Linked DNA regions of Gossypium hirsutum: region 1 is linked to region 2. A link is a contact called in public Hi-C data. All regions are on one chromosome and are shown on one strand. Each heading gives the region's core, a stretch centred on a gene start, on an enhancer-like site or on the middle of the called end of the contact. The rest is flanking DNA. Distances are from core to core; before and after follow the strand shown.

Region 1 (5,912 bases), core at 3,405-5,904, 110 kb before region 2:
ATCTTAGTCTATTAGTTTAAAATATCATAGCCATTTGGTCCATTTACGATTTTTACCTTCTAGATTTAGTCCTTTTTACCTAATTAATAATTTAAACATTAAAATTTCTCAATGAAACTTTAATACGACCTTAATATAATCCCATAGACATTAAATAAATAATAAAATAATAATTCACTCGTTGAAATTGTGGTCCTGAAACCACTATTTCTGACACCACTAAAAACGGGCTGTTACAATATCTATTTTGTGGGTATCTTTATTGTCTTCACAAGTTGTGATGGATAGATGACAGTGCCTGTCATTCGCTAAAACTCTACCGGTCACTAGTAGTTTTTATTGAAAAGTGGGTGGCTCTTCATCAACTTCTTAATTTGTTTCTTTTTTTTAGAGTGTTTCAAGATAATAAATGATTTCACGTGTCGATTTGGACCTGTGTTGTCTTAAGTTTTATATATTTTTGTTTGATTTTCCATTGTTTAATAAGTTGTTAGTTTTAGAATTTTTTTTTGCTATTGTAACATGTTTTTTAGTCTTGCTTATGCATGTAATCTTAGTTTTACAAGTGATTTTAGGGATGATTTTGTTGTTATCGTTTCTAGTTTGGTGAATGCTTGATTCTCTTATCCATTTTTACTCGTTGTTTTGGACCATTCGGGGTTGATTTCCTTATCGTATTAAGTGCTTGAAATCATTCCAAATATGTCGTGCTTAAGTTGTGACAAAGCCAATTGTCAACGTGTCATAATGTTCTATTGATGCTGAGGCTAAAGCCTTTGTTATGTTAATGGAGCTTGTCCTTCAGTATCTACGATGAGTGTTTACTATTTTTCTCCCTCTAAATTGTATGGTTTCTTAATAAAAGTACAATTAAATATATGTCTAAACTATTCATAACCTTAACCCATAAATTAGGTGTTAAGTATGACTCTTATTTCAGTCAAATTTGAGAAATAATCTTTCAATTAAACTCTATTTATTTGTTTCAATCAAACTCTGATTAGTCTAGATTATTTTATTATTATTTGACCTATGAATTTAGCCTATAAATAGGCTCTTTTACAACCTTAGAAAATAAACCCATTAGAGATTAGAACTCATAACACTTTAAGAGAAATTTGTGTTTACGTTTTGAGGGTTCTTTGTTTTCAAGTTTTCGGGGTTTAATTTTTATCTCCATCTTTTGTACTTTTCATTCTTTTGCCATTATAGTAAAATTATCTTTGTTTGTGGTTTTTATCCTCTTTAGAGAGATTTTTCCACGTTAAATTTGTGTGTTCAATTTCTCAATTTCTTTTGTGATTTTTACTTGTTTGTTGTTTAATTGGCTCAATCCCTAACAAGTGATATCAGAGCTAGTTTAATTTTTGTATATCAGCCTGTTCAGAGATGACAACAACAAATTTTGAAATTGAGAAGTTCGATGGTGTCACAAATTTCAATCTGTAGTAAGTTCGGATGATGGCAATTTTAGTTCAAATAGGTCTGAAAAAGGTTGTTACCAAGAAAAAAGCCTGAGAATCTAAATCAAACAGAATGGGAAGAGCTTGATGAAAAGGCTTTGTTTGCAATTCATTTGTGCCTCACAAATACGGTATTGCAGGAGGTATTGATGGGGAAGACCTCATCCGCCTTGTGGAAAGGTTAGAAATCTTTATGCGACTAAGTCTTTGACTAACCGTTTAGTGTTGAAACAATGTTTATTTACGTTTCGTATGAACCGATGTGAGCTTCTTAGAGATCACATCAGTCAATTCATTATTCTTTTAAATGATTTAAAGAACGTTGAGATTCAGATTGATGATGAAGATCAGGCTATGCTATTATTGTGCTATTTACACCATTCATACAAGTCTTTCAGCGAAACCCTGATTTATGGTAGAGATAAACTCTTGTTCGAAGATATGAAGGGTCATTTATTGAGTAGAGACAAACTCGAAAATGAGTTTGGTTCAGATAGTAATGCAGATAAGCAAGCTTCTATTTTGGTAGCATCAAAGAAGTAGGACAAAATGTATCGCTATTGTAAAAAGTTAGGTCATGTCAAAGCAGATTGTTATAAACTGTGAAATAAAAGGGTTATTGAGAGTAATGAGGAAGATGTAGCTAGTGTTAGTTTGGCCGATGAAAGTAGTAATGATTTCCTATCAATGTCAACGAGCGATAACTCTAAGCTTACGTCCAAGTGGATCCTAGATTCAGGATGTTCTTTCCGCATGTGTCCCAATAGAGAATGGTTCTCCACATATAGTTTGATTAAAGGTGGAGTTGTACGCATGGAAAACGATTCATCTAGTAAGGTAATTGGTATTGGTACTGTTAAAATTAGGATGCATGATGGGACGATTAGGACACTCTCAAATGTCAGGTATGTACTTGATTTATGAAAGAATCTCATCTCTTTGAGTATTTTAGACTTGAAAGGATGCAGAATCAACATCAAGTTGAGCGATATTAAATTATCTCGTAGAGCTCTCGTTTTGTTAAAAGGTAAAAGAACCGGCAGTCTTTATATTCTGAAAGGCTCTACAGTAACCGGTGAAATCAAACGTCCCTCGTCCGTTACGGAGTTGAAGTCAACTCATTTGGAGCAGAGGCAACTTGGTCATAGGAGGGAAAAATGTATGACCGTTTCTTTGAAGAGAGGTTTTCTTTTGGATGCAGGTTTTGAAAAGTTAGGGTACTGTGTTCGTAAAAATCAGACCCGGGTTAGTTTTGATTTGGTAGTGTAAAAGTCGAAGACTAGACGTCTTCCAGTTTCTAAGCACAGATTTCACTCAATTAATTCTCTGCATAGTTCAAGGTTCAAGATAGGCCCGTGGCGGGCTTTGGCAAAGATGGCGTTGTGGAAATATGAGTCAAGATGGAGATTTGTTAAGTATGACTCCTATTTCAGTCAAATTTGAGAAATAATCTTCCAATTAAACTATATTTATTTGTTTTAATCAAACTCTGATTAGTTTAGATTATTTTATTATTATTTGACCTATGAATTTAGCCTATAAATAAGTTTTTTTACAACCTTAAAAAATTCACCCATTAGAGATTAGAACTCATAACACTTTTAGAGAAATTTGTGTTTACGTTTTTCGGGTTTTCGGGGTTTAGTTTTTATCTCCATCTTTTGTACTCTTCGTTCTTTTTCCATTATAGTAAAACTATTTTTGCCCGTGATTTTTTTGTCCTTTTTGGAGGGGTTTTTCCACTTTAAATTTGTATGTTCAATTTCTCAATTTCTTCCGCTATTTTTACTTGTTCGTTGTTTAATCGGGTCGATCCCCAACATTAGGCAATGTGTATTTAAATACACTTAAATTTACATTCTCTCTGTTATTGCATCACATTTAAATAATAGGTAGAAGATATTAAGATGAGCAAGATATTGTCACTAGACCTTACCTAAGTCCTAACCATCCATTAACCGCCCTATTAAGAGCTTATCTTTTTGTTTTGTCCTGTTGGACCAAGCCCCTCGACTTGGGTCTTATTCATCACTCACAACTTTAAAAGGAAAACTAACACAACTACTATCATTCAACTTTTTATATAAAGAAAAAAAATAAAATGGAGAAACCAATAGAATAACACAATGTAAAGAGAAATCTGAACCGGTTAGGGTCCCCTCCCGTTATGATTTGAGAGAGAGAACTAAAGTGTTATGTTATCCAATGTTTTGGATAAAATTTTCAAATCGATATTAGATAGATTGATTATTTCATTTGGACTTTGGAGTTCAATTAACAATGATGAAATTTGGTTTCTCAACTTGAATGATGATGAGTGATAAAGAGAATGATTCTTATGTCATGCCATCACAGGGTGGAGAAAAACACTTTGATAATATAACAATCTATTTTGAGAGGAGGTTGGGTCATATCTATACTCTCTATATCACTTCTAAAAAGTATTATGAATTAGAAATTTGATTATATTTTGTTTCATTTATTCGAAAAATAAGTAAATTAGTATCTATATATTAGATCAAAGAGTAAATTAATTATTTGTATTAAAAATTTCATCCGATTTTGCTGTTAAAATTTAGTGTGGTTGATAGAATAACCAGAAGTGACACGTTGCATGCCACATATACCTCATACTGACATACAAAGACCAATTTTTATAAGCAAAAATGAATGAAATTTTTAATTGAAGGACCAAATTACTCTTTGATCTAATGTAGAAGAACTAATTTACTCATTTTTTTAATAAAATGATCAAAATATAATCTAATTTTTAATATAAATTTTTTTATAATACTTATATTTAAGTATGACTAAAATTGAGTAGAACAATTTTATAATCTAAAACTAATAAATAGAAAGAAATATTTTAGGAAATGGAAAGTGGAGAAAAGAAACCATGACTTGAAGATAAACATGAGGTAGGAAAAGCAATGTTTGACAAATTCAAAATCGGTGTGGGTTATGATAAGATTATGAAGTTATGATTACTAATAAATGTGTTTTGTAAGGGGAAATGATGTGGGTGAGATGAAAGTGAAACACTTATGCAAAAGTATGGCATTGGAAATGATAGAAGAGTAGCACAATTAAAAAACAAGCAGCTAAAAACTCCAAAGCTTAATCAGCAGATAAGATCAATAGACCCAAAACAAAAGTTGAACACGTTAAGAGCATGAAAGCGATGTACAAAGTGCCCATGTCGACGAGGGTTTTAAACCTGACTTGCATGTGCCGCCCATGCTTGCACTAGACAACCTTATTTTAGGCCTAATTTTCTTGGGGTCGAACGTAGCAAAATATTATGGGTTAGTTTAATAATGTTTTTGAAAAGTGCTTTTAAAAAATATTTTTAAGAAGTATTTTTAAAAATGTTAGTTCAAGATTTAAGTGTTTAGTATTCTTCTCAAAAAGTGATTTTAAAAAATAAAATGTTCATATTAAACATGATATTATCAAGTAACAAATATGTATTTAAATAATATTAAAATTAATTAATATTATTATATTTTAGTAAGAATATAAATTTTTTTTATAAATTGTTGTTAATATTTTAATATATGAAATAAAAATTTTAAATATTTTTAAGCAATAAATATTAATTATTTATAAAATTTAATTAGAATATATAAACTATATTTTAAATATTTAAATATAACCATTAAATATTTGTAATTAGATATTAACATATTTGTATTATTTTAAAAAATATTTTTTTATTTTTAATTAATGATTTGAACACATTTGTAATTAAACACCGAGGGAAAAAAGAAAGAATGTAAAGTATTATATTGTTGGAGGGATGAAAAAGTAATTAAATACTAAAAATACTTTTAGAAGAGGAAAAGCTAAAAGCTTTAGCTTATCCTTTTTAAAGGTGTTTTTGAAAAACAAAAAATTTCAACTTTTCTTCAAAAAGTAAATTTTTTTAATCACTACTAAACAAACCCTATATCATATTAAAAATATCTTCTTTGGATTGCACGATTTTCTTGCTAGGAGGGGTAATGTTCCTGCATTATTTTGTAACTTCAAATTTAAGGATTCTAACTATATATTTGGTTTATTGTAATAGAATAACTATTAAGTGGAAATGGACACGATATTCAGTTAATTTAATGTAATAGATAAAGAATAATAAATTATTGTTCGATAGATAAGAATGATGTTTTGGAATAGTTTAGTAATGGATGTAAAATACCTTCTTCTTTTTTTAAATTTAAAATAAAACAAATAGCAATAATCTATATAATATTTTAAAAACTAATAAAATATTTTTTAAAAATATTATTTTAAAAAATAAATTTAATAATATATATTATTTTTAAAATAATTTTTTTAAAAATATATTTACAAAAAATTAATATATAATTTTAATATGTACGTATCTTTTTTTTTTTTGAAGATTATCGGGCTGGACATTTTATTAACTTATAAAACAAAACAAAAACA
Region 2 (5,407 bases), core at 2,729-5,228:
TATATGGAAAATAATGGAATTACTTGTAGGAAAAAAACAATGGACTATAAATGGGTGTTCACAACCAAATTCAAACCAGATGGATCTTTCGATAGATACAAAGCCCGATTGCTGGCTAAAGGGTACACTCAAACATATGTGATAAACTATCTTGAAACATTTGCTCCAGTAGCCAAGTTAAATTCTATTAGAGTTCTTTTATCAATTGTTGTTAATCTTGATTGGTATTTACAGCAACTAGATGTGAAGAATGCTTTCCTAAATGGGAAACTTGAAGAATAAGTTTACATGGATCCTCCTCCAGGTTTTGAAGAAAAATTTAGAAATCAAGTATGTAAGCTCAGGAAATCTTGGTATGGTCTAAAGCAGTCTCCTCGAGCTTGATCCAAATGGTTCACTCAAGTTGTTAAAAAACAAAGTTACTCACAAGGGTAAGTTGATCACACAATGTTCTATCGGCACTTATAAAGAGGTAGAATGGTAATTATTATAGTTTATGTTGATGATATCATTCTTACAGGAGATGATGTTGATGAAATAAGGCATCTCAATTGAGCATCTAGCATTGGAGTTTAGGATCAAAGACTTGGGTCATTTAAAATACTTTCTTGGAATGGAAATTGCTCGATCAAAGAAAGGTCTTGTAGTCTCTCAGAAAAAATATGTGATTGATATTTTAAAAGAGGTTGGGATGAGCGATTGCCGCCTTGACACATCAATTGATCCAAATATAAAATTCGAAAATAAAGAAGAACGGTTAGTTGATAAAGGGCAGTACCAGAGATTAGTTGGTAAGTTAATTTACTTATCACATACAAAGCTAGACATAACTTTTGTAGTGAGCTGAGTGAGTCAATTTATGCACTCCCCAATGGAGGAACATGAAGAAGTAGTGTTTTGGATTCTTAGATACTTGAAGAGTTCACCTGGAAAAGGATTATTCTTCAAGAAATCCGAACAAAGAGGAATTAAAGCTTATACAGATGCAGATTGGGCAGGCTTAATAATAGATGGAAGATCTACATCAGGATACTGTACATTTGTTTGGGGAAACCTTATGACTTGGTGAAGCAAAAAATAAAGTGTTGCAGCAAGAAGTTGGCCAGAGGCTGAGTTTAGATCAATGGCTCAAGGAATTTGTGAAATGATGTAGTTAAAAAGCATTATGGAAGAGTTGAGAAAACCAATAACTTCACCAATAAAGTTGTACTATTTTAGCAAAATTGTCATTAGTATTGCTCACAACCCAATCCAACATGACAGAACTAAACATGTTGAGATTGATAGACACTTTATCAATGAGAAGACTGAAGAAGGCCTAGTGTGCCTGTCATTTATTCCTTCAAAAAAACAAATTGGTGACATACTCACCAAAAGGCTCTCTAAGACAAACTTTGATTTTCTTGTAAGCAAGTTGGACATGATTGATATATATGCACCAACTGGAGGGAGGGTGTCGAAATACGTGAAACCCCATATATTTTTGGGATATTTTTTAAAGTTATTTAAGTAGATAAATCTTAAAATAAATTAATTAAAATTTATTAGAATAAGGGAATTATTTTCCTACTTAAGTAAATAAAATACAGAATAGTTTTATTAAATACTCTCTTGGAAACTTTCAACAAGAAGCTTTTACAAGTGAAGAGTGGAAGAATACAATTCAACAATAATACAATGCTTTGATAAAGAATCAGACTTGGTCTTTGGTCCCTCTATCACAAGATCAAACACCGATTGGGTGTAAATAGTTGTTCAAAATCAAAAGAAATCCTAATAGATCAATTTCAAGGTATAAAGCTTGGTTAGTTGCAAAGGGTTACTCACAAATTGTTGGCTTTGATTTTCAAGAAACCTTCAATCTTGTTGTGAAGCCAGTTACTATTTGTGTCATTCCCTCTTTTACTATTACGAAGGGATGTAAGTTGCATCTACTTGACATCAACAATGCATTTTTAAATGGTGATTTAGTTGAAGAAGTGTATAAGGAATAGCCTCCCAGTTATGAAAAGTATGGCAGCAATGGTCAATAGCTTGTATGTAAACTAAACAAAGCTCTTTATGGTCTTAAGCTCCATGGGTATGGTTTAAAAAACTCAAGATTTATTTAGTGTCAATTGGATTCTATTCAGCAAAATCTGATGCGTCTTTGTTTATAAGGAGAAAGACTAGGGGTGTCATGTTTTTACTCCTGTACGTTGATGATATTATACTGACCGGGAATAATGAGGTAGATATTGCAGACTTTGTGAAATATCTAAATGTCGTGTTTTCACTAAAGGATTTAGGGTTGTTGCATTATTTTTTTTAAGAATTGAAGTCAAGTATATTAACAATAGGTTGTTTCTTAGTTAGAGAAAGTATATTACAGAATTGTTAAAAAGAGCTCATATGGACTAAGCTAAAGGTCAACCAACGTATATGGTAAGCACATATGCACTTTCGACCACTAGGGGATGTTAGAGTGTTAATAAATTAGAGTATTAGTGAATCAATTACGATTTGTTATTCAGTTGTTAAATAGTTGTTAAGCTGCTAAGCAAGAGTAGTTAGTAGTCATCTACTATAAATATCAAATCATTGTGTACAGAGACGACTAACAATGAAAGATACTGAATACAATTCTTAATCATAAGCTTTCTCTTATTTTCAATACAGTTTTAGGTTAAGTTTACCTTAGATTTTAACAGGGGAGACGCTTTCATTGATGTACATGAGTATCGGAGCATTGTTGTATATTGTGATAACCAGACCTGAAATTGCATTTGCAGTAAATCACATATGTCAGTTGCTGCATCAACCATTAGATTTGCATTTCAATTCTATGAAGAGAATTTTGCGTTAATTGAAGGGTATGCTTGATCATCATTTGATGTTTTGGCTAGCATTGCAACTATTTATTGAAGGGTTTGCTGATGCGAATCTGGGATCAGATGTGGACTATAGACACTCTACCACCAGATATTGCATCTTCTTTGGTGGAAATCATGTATCATGGTCTTCTAAGAAGCAGTAAGTGGTCTCTTGTTCGACAGCAAAGGCTGAGTATCGAAGATTAGCCTTTGCCACAGCTGATGTTATGTGGCTTGAGTCCTTAGTCATGGAGTTAGGAGTTGCAATGGATGATAAATCAAGAATCTGGTGCAATAATACTAGTACGGTTGATGTGTCCGCGAATTCGATTATGCATTCCAAGTTTAAAGGTGTTGAATTAGATGAGAAATTTGCAGAGGGACAACTATTTATTGGTGAAGTTCCTGGCTATGATAAAGTGGTAGACATACTTACTAAGCCCTATCTGCTCCATCATTTTGCCGGTTACGAGACAAGCTAGGCGTTCCCTTGCTACCTTCTTCAAGTGATGCCTTGTGTTCATCTCAAGTATGATTTCTTCTTGTTGGTTAATTTTGTTTTGTTTTTCTTGGTTTTTTTAGGAAACATAACAAGCGGAGATTGATAGGTGAATGTTAAGTTATCATATTAGCATAGGTTAGTTATTTACTAGTCTGTTATGTTAGTTTAAATATGGTTGTAACTTCTTTTACTGTTAACAACTAAATTGATTGTCTAGGATGAGTTGTTAGTAACAACCTTATCAGTAATTAGTAGTTTCCTATTGTATAAATTGAGTTGGGCTCCTATTGGGAGCTATTACAGCTAAATAAATAAAAAGGAGTAGCTATTTTCATTCTTTCTATTTTGTTCACTCATCTATAAACTGATCAATAAACACTGTAATTAATCTAAAGGCGCGACCCTTAGTTACCCAACATATAAGATTGCATATTCAGAATTCATTTGCCATAATTTTTTAAGTGATGCTGTGCCGTCTACGTTATATCATGCACGAGCATAAATTCATAAAAACGCTGGTGAGATGGTCAACACCCTATTGACAAAGGATGCTGTTGATGACTTTGCCTCTGAGCTTTACCGTCTCAGATCCTATAATCTGTAGACTCTACTAAGTTTTACAGACCCAATTTTCAGATTCATCATTACCTCATTATGAAATTGGAAATGGGCTTCAACCCTACACCAATCCATTCATTTTACATTTTCAGTAGGCTAACTTCACATGAACCCATAACGCCTACAAGTAGATCAAAATCCAAACATGTTAAGCCCAAAAATTCGATGCAACTTTTCATATGTTCTGATCTTTCACAAGTAACTCTAGTTATTAAGAACCACGTGTTAACTTGGCATTTTCCTCTAGGCAAATTAATCACACAAGTCGGTAAGGAAAATCCATTCAAAAAATCCTTGTCTTAACAAGTTCATTTCGCATCAGATAATTGAAGACTGCAACACACTTTGAGTGGAACACACAGAGTAAATGTCTGTGTTTCAAATGATGGTGCTCACAGCTTGCCTGCACGACAATTATTTACTCTTTCTAACGCATCCAAACCCCTCATTTTTAATGAGGCCATGTGACAATTTTTTTTTTTCTATTTGCCTCCATTGATAATAGTATGGCATTAAATGACATACAACATGTTGTAACTTTGTTTTGTTTGTGATACCCCTTCTCTCATTGCAGGTAGTTGAATTGGATCAATCACTCTCTTAATGTTTGATTATTGCACGTAATAGTGGCAGGTTTTCTTCTTCTTCTTCTTCTTCTTCTTCAAAGCATTAGGGAGCCGATTAAGAAGTAAGAAAATGTGGTGAAACGATTAAGAGGAAATAAAAATGATTGTGAAAGTGTAAAAACAATGCATGATGAACAGTACGAGCAGTAGTACAGTACTGAGGTGGGCGGGCCTTTAAAATGACTTTTTTTAGCTAAATTGGTTCATATTGAACGTATTCTTAAATGGGGAATCCAAATTTATTTACTAGTAAAAGAAAGGAAAAAGATTGATTTGTACAGTTAGTCGTATAAAATTTCTGGTTTGCCAGTTATGTAGATATAGTATTAAATAGACAGAAGCATGGGGTTGGGGTTGGGTCATTGGGAGTCCCTTTCATCTTTTTCTCCTTAAAGCGGATTGGAACATGGTGAAGCTGAAGCAGGACATTGCACCAATGTTTGTTCTTTTTATTGTAATAATAATTATTATTATTTGTAAAAGGAATGCTTTTTATGGGAAAACAGTGCTAAGTCTTAATTATTGTGTTATATTGGCCAAACGAGTAAATCTTACTTTGTAGGCAATTCCAAGTTATGGTCACAAAAAAAAAAAAAACGTTTTTATATATTAATTTACACGACGTGGGTGGGTGAAAAAATTAATATAAAATCCAACAGTGATTTTAATTAAGGTGGTAAAACTTTTTTTAAACTTTAATAAAATAGTAAATTTGAGATAATAAAAACTTTCATGATTCTCATTATGTTTTTTTTTTAAATTTATCAAAATATAAAGGATATAAAAACTATTAAAATAATGTTTTTTAC

The links. Hi-C and Micro-C count contacts between places; a contact is called where the count stands out from the background.
Region 1: a Hi-C map of leaf shows a contact between it and region 2, with 2.9 times the contacts expected there. The contact joins two enhancer-like sites. A contact is called at or near these places in 14 of 34 Hi-C or Micro-C datasets (anther, callus, cotyledon and 3 more).

The regions. Positions count from the first base shown.
Region 1 is chrA04:74,818,348-74,824,259 of Gossypium_hirsutum_v2.1, reverse strand. No RefSeq gene overlaps it. Among protein-coding and RNA genes, the nearest start is that of LOC107948836, 5.7 kb to the right of the region's middle. Within about 2 kb of position 4,654, at least 2 of the 9 cell types and tissues checked have an H3K27ac peak or open chromatin away from gene starts, as enhancers often do. A contact at or near this core is called in cotyledon and leaf, where this site is marked.
Region 2 is chrA04:74,711,307-74,716,713 of Gossypium_hirsutum_v2.1, reverse strand. No RefSeq gene overlaps it. Among protein-coding and RNA genes, the nearest start is that of LOC107948029, 35 kb to the right of the region's middle. Within about 2 kb of position 3,978, at least 4 of the 9 cell types and tissues checked have an H3K27ac peak or open chromatin away from gene starts, as enhancers often do. A contact at or near this core is called in cotyledon and leaf, where this site is marked.